Linked DNA regions of Xenopus tropicalis: region 2 is linked to region 1. A link is a contact called in public Hi-C data. All regions are on one chromosome and are shown on one strand. The core of a region is the stretch at or near the end of the contact, and the rest is flanking DNA. Distances in the headings are between cores, read along the strand shown.

Region 1 (2,764 bases), core at 84-2,583:
ACTCAATGCTGCAAATTGCTCAGGTGACAACATGTCCTCTTTGCTATTTCCATTAAGTTTTACAATGCACACAATTAGCTTTAATTCCAACTAATACTAGCTTTGCCGTAAACTTTCAAAGAGCCTTAGAATTCTGCCTGAAAATTCAATTTTTGCTACAATTCAGATATTATTTCCACCCTTGGTAGGACATCAGGAGGGGTTCATCTCTACTTCAGGGAAACCTTTCCACTAGATTTTGCAACATTGCTGCTTGACTTTGCTTCCATCCAGCCACAAGAGCATTTGTGAGGTTCGCCACTGATGTTGGGGATCAGGCCTAGCTTGCAGTCGGTATTCCAATGCATCCTAGTTCAGTTGAGATCAGGGCTCTGTGCAGAACACTCAGGTTCATATCAACAAACCGTGTATGGGCCTTGCTTTTTGCAGGGGGGCATTATAGTGATCAAAAAGGGAAAACAAACTGTTCCCATAAGGTAGAACGCACATATCAGTCAAGTACATTATTTTACACTGTGGAGTTAAGGTATGATTTCCCTTGGAACTAGGGGCCGTAGCCCATACCACTATAGGCGGCAGCACCCCCCCCCCCCCGATTCTGCTCTTCAAAATCCATATAGGCATACTAAATGTATCTAAACTGATCAGACATTTATATATGTATCATAAATAATCAATTTGTATCCACATTCCTTTTGTTTCAATGTACCCTCAACCCTTTTGATAGTAAGCTGTTGCAAGCAGGGCCTCCTAATTCTATTATTACTCTGTATACCCTTGTTTGTTTAAATTTATTGTGAAGTGCTGCGTAATTTGCAGCGCTGTATAAATAAATGATGATACTGTATAAGTGACTCTACACTAAATCTCTTTTACTAGTGAAAACCAACTTACACATCAGCTTGGTTCTGCTCATATAAAGCCTTCATCTCTTCAAGGACCTGCCTGATTCCATCCTCCTACAAAACGTGCAGGTATAGAAAAATGTGTTATTATTTTGCTCAGGTGAAGCAACAGGCTTGGAAGTATCTACTAGAAACTAGCCATGAAAAAGATAATAAAACTATAAAATAGGATTGGGAAAAAGACTAAAAATGTAAACACACATATACTATAAATCCTCCTTAAAGCTTTTTTATTTCTCCAGTGGGCCCTATAATTTTGATACAAGGGGCACCGGGCAAACGCCTGTGTTCCCTCCAGCTGCATATTCTCATACACGCACTGGCACTCACGTTAAAGGCAGGAAGCTGCCCATCCGAAGCACGGTGCAACTCTCGAATCAGCTCAATAGCTTTCTCACAGAACATGATCCCTTTACTGCTCACTCTCTGCCACCATATACCACACTGGTACTGAGAAGACCAAAAAAAAAACAAGTGATCTAAAAGAAGCGACAACGCTACCGGGCGGCCATCATTAAATCTGGCAAATAAAAGTTCCGTTTTATTTTTAAAACGGCATTTATAGCGCTGTTCTTCGTTACAATTTTCATTAGCCTTGTCACTTAATTACTGCTGTTTTCTTAACTTGAAGTGATTCTGCTACTTGATTTTCTCTTTCGCTGCCCAAAGCTAATATGGCTGTGGAAGCTGTTGGTGTCAAGGTTACGTGCTTTGGCGGTAGATTTTTTTCTACCAATGAGAGGACAGGCGGCCGTATACGGATGCTGCAGGGAGACAATTGTTATGTAAAGGCGTGTGACCGGACTGAAGGTTTCAATGCGTGGCTACTGTCCTAGGATCCGAAGGTGAGCAGCTCTGCGGAAACTTTAGTCTTATATCAAGAATTGGGAACGTGTTGAAGCTCTGTATGTTAACTATGACTTCCAACATGTTTCTACACATGTAGATGAGGGGCTTGGGGCCCCGAGGAAGGAGGGATAAGAGTTTATATAGGTATTTTTAGGCTGTAAAAGAATTTAATTAGGGAATAGCTCAAGGATTGTACAGGGCAATTGTCGGTTTTGCCTGAAGCAATGTGCTGTGATATTGTTTTATGATAACATTTGGTTTAGCCCATTTAGCTCAGAACAGACTCCAGTATGGGTACCAGGCAGCTTCAACATTTAATAAATGCATGTTGCAGGGCTATTCGTAGGAGGCCCTGCCCAGCAGTGTGATAACTATGTGATCTCTCAAGTCAGATTCAGGTGTTGGTCTGGGGTGAGTTGCTGGTCACATCTGGCTTGCTCCATTTTCCTACACAACTGGACTGGTTTGCATACCTAATGTAGTCACTGGTGCCATGCAGATGGGATAACCGATATGTAGTGATCCCAGATGTATGACAGGTAAATGTTTGCTCACAGGTAGCACTGGGCCATTTGGTATATCAGGCACACAATGGCTTAATGGTCACTCAAAACTTAAGTGAAATTACGCTTAAAGTTTAAAATAAATTAAGTGAAAGAATACAATAATTGCTAGTGATAGCAGATACATCTCTCAAACTATTTAAAAGGCACCCAACTGTATAGTATTTAATGGGATAATGGTAAAATGGTAGTTATGTGTCACTGATTGGCTTTCTATTGATATTGCTGGCAGACATTTTTCCTGGTCATTTTAAGAAACCGCCAAATATAATCATGTACATTTGGGTATATGCATCTCAATTGCACTTGGTCTAACCACAGTCATGTCTGTGATGTTTATATAGCTATTGAGTATAACCATGTCTGTTTATATGTTCATGTAACAACAGCCTTTGTAGGTTTGATGGCTGTGTTACTAAAGTGTGTAATTATAAGGTGTTGCCCTGG
Region 2 (2,700 bases), core at 146-2,645, 57 kb after region 1:
CAGCGAACAAACCCAGAGCTTTGGAGTCACTACTGCTGTGTGTTCCCTGTCTGTGCTTTATGCCATGGGGTCCAAACAGTTCCATTCTCACTGGGTCCCACTACAGGATGAGTGCGTGTCCTGCTTACTGTTTATCTGCTAGCCTTGCAACATGCATGGCTGGACTGGGTTGGTACCAAGCTCTATGGAACATCTGCTGTCATTAAGAAATGGTTATTGGGACAGCTACTTTCATTGAGAATTGGTCAGTATGCCATGGAATTACCCTTGGATGCTAGTGGAACACATAAGATGCTGGTTTGGATTGACTCCCAGTTGTAGTTTTCCATTGGCAGGGTTTGGAAAGGTGGGACCATATGCAGTGTGACGCCACAAGTATCCCAGCAGTAACTTACAATAATGGGGGTTTTGGCGCTGGGGTTTGCATGGGATAAACATGCTGGGGGGTTGCATGGGATAAACATAGGATATTACATTTTAGGAGGCTGCGCAGGATTTTTACCCAAAATACAACCGTCTTGCTGGTCAAGTAGCACATCTATTTCTAGGTTCCCATCCCAAAGCCACCCTAATATTTTAAAACATGTATTTTATTTCATAATGACACTGAAGTTGAAACCACACTCCATTGCACTTTAATTTATTGGTATGTTCCAAAATTTATCTTGTAGAGAACCTGTCCTCTAATATACATGCTAAACATGTCAGGCCAGAAAATGAGCATGTATGTACATTATAGTCATACTGGCAAGGTTTAGGGTCTGGGACATTATCCCAGCTCTTTATAACGGAGCAGATCTAATGGTAAGTGCACCCCCTGCATTTTGAATATAGTGACTTTCCAGGTTAAAATCCTGGCCAGAATGGATTGCCAGTAGAGTTGGTGGGAGGCCTTGCCGGGGCGGCCCGCTATTTGTGCTGGGTGCTTCATGGACCAGTTCCCACTGACTGTACTGGAAAGCTAATTTCCTATTTGAACAACTTTTTTGTGTGCAAAATCACCATTCATGCATTGGGTGTCAATACACAGATTGGGTGTCAGGGACATCACCCTTAATGCCTGCTCACTGTGATGGTATGACTTCTTGTCTGGGTGCCTACAGACACAACCCTGGCCTTGTGCTATAATTAACATTGAGGTATTTCATGTACAGATTTTTTTTTTTTCGTCTTAACCCTGCATATATGTCCTGCGTTGCCTTTGTCTGCACAGAATTAACAAGATTCACTGTTATTCCCAGTGATATATTCCTGGATATGGTATAACTGATACGTTCCATCTCGTGGATGTGAAGCGAGTTCTGTTTGTTTGGGGCTATTTGTGTTGTGTTCCGGTGGTGCACATCTCCTTACCTAGTCTGTCTCTGAAATTGGCACATTTTAAATCTGGATAATGTCACTTCAATTAGGCACTGAACTAATGTGTGCATGAGCCTATTTACAGAGTTCGTGATGGCGCGTGGCCTGGTCATGTGACCCACACGTCATTGCATTGGATAGCTCTGCACATGCTCCAGCCCAAGGCAGGAGGGTTGGTATAGAAGATGATCCCAGGTCATCCAAGGAGAAAGCTGCAGAGCCCATAATGTTAAGCTCCTTACCCTTTAAAATGCACCAATCGGCATTGGCCACCCCATGTTTGTCGTGCTGTGAGAGTTCGGGAATGTTTTATTTTACTTGCCAACAGCCAGTGATTTCCCCCCCCCCCCCATTAATTAAATGTTAAATTGTTACATTGAGTTTCAAGTAGTACAGTTAGTAGTTAATGTGTTAAATACAACAGAGAGACTGCAATGGCGGCTTGCTTATAGCTCCCAGCATTCTTTGTTTGACTTGCATCTCACTGACTGATGGAGCAAGATGTTGGAGGGCCCTGGTACAAGGAAGTGGGAAAGGTCAATATAAACCCCAGTTGTTCCCATAAAGCAATTGTGGACAGGTCCACACTGGAGGATGTAGTACCCAGTGCGACAGACATCCCAGCCTGACAAGACCCTTAGTGAGTGACTGCTGCAATGTGACTGGCACTGACAGACCCTTAGTGAGTGATTGCTGCAATGTGACTGGCACTGACAGACCCTTAGTGAGTGACTGCTGCAATGTGACTGGCACTGACAGACCCTTAGTGAGTGACTGCTGTAATGTGACTGGCACTGACAGACCCTTAGTGAGTGACTGCTGCTATGTGACTGGCACTGACAGACCCTTAGTGAGTGATTGCTGCAATGTGACTGGCACTGACAGACCCTTAGTGAGTGACTGCTGCAATGTGACTGGCACTGACAGACCCTTAGTGAGTGACTGCTGCAATGTGACTGGCACTGACAGACCCTTAGTGAGTGACTGCTGCTATGTGACTGGCACTGACAGACCCTTAGTGAGTGACTGCTGCTATGTGACTGGCACTGACAGACCCTTAGTGACAGAATCACAAAAACCTTATAACTTGACTATTTGGTCCTTAGATTTGGGAGGCACCTGGGGGTTTATCTTCATCAGTAAAGGTGTTTCATTTTGGGTTGATTTTATAGGCATTGATGACGTGGGAGGCTTACCCAGAATTATTGCTATTCAGTGCAATGGGAATAGACCAACCTCCAGCATTTTGCCATGGATACCTCTCCTAGCAACAGAATATGCCTGTGCATAAGACACACATAGAAATGTGCAGCTTGGGTGCCATTGGCCCAGATTATATAG

Evidence for each region. A called contact is a pair of places that touch in the nucleus more often than the background predicts.
Region 2: a contact with region 1 is called in a Hi-C map of brain, with 1.8 times the contacts expected there. The contact joins the enhancer-like site here to the promoter of gins1 in region 1. A contact is called at or near these places in 2 of 5 Hi-C or Micro-C datasets (brain and neurula embryo).

What each region holds. Positions count from the first base shown.
Region 1 is chr5:38,936,834-38,939,597 of UCB_Xtro_10.0, forward strand. It overlaps gins1 (GINS complex subunit 1 (Psf1 homolog)), which reads right to left and starts at 1,334. Exons shown (of 7, transcript NM_001016164.2): 1 at 1,236-1,334; 2 at 895-959. The coding sequence starts at 1,310. It also overlaps a transcript of uqcc2 not described here.
Region 2 is chr5:38,994,111-38,996,810 of UCB_Xtro_10.0, forward strand. It overlaps abhd12 (abhydrolase domain containing 12), which reads left to right. Exons shown (of 14, transcript NM_001142129.1): 13 at 1-2,416; 14 at 2,417-2,700. Among named protein-coding and RNA genes, the nearest start is that of pygm, 33 kb to the right of the region's middle. Within about 2 kb of position 1,396, at least 1 of the 11 cell types and tissues checked has an H3K27ac peak or open chromatin away from gene starts, as enhancers often do.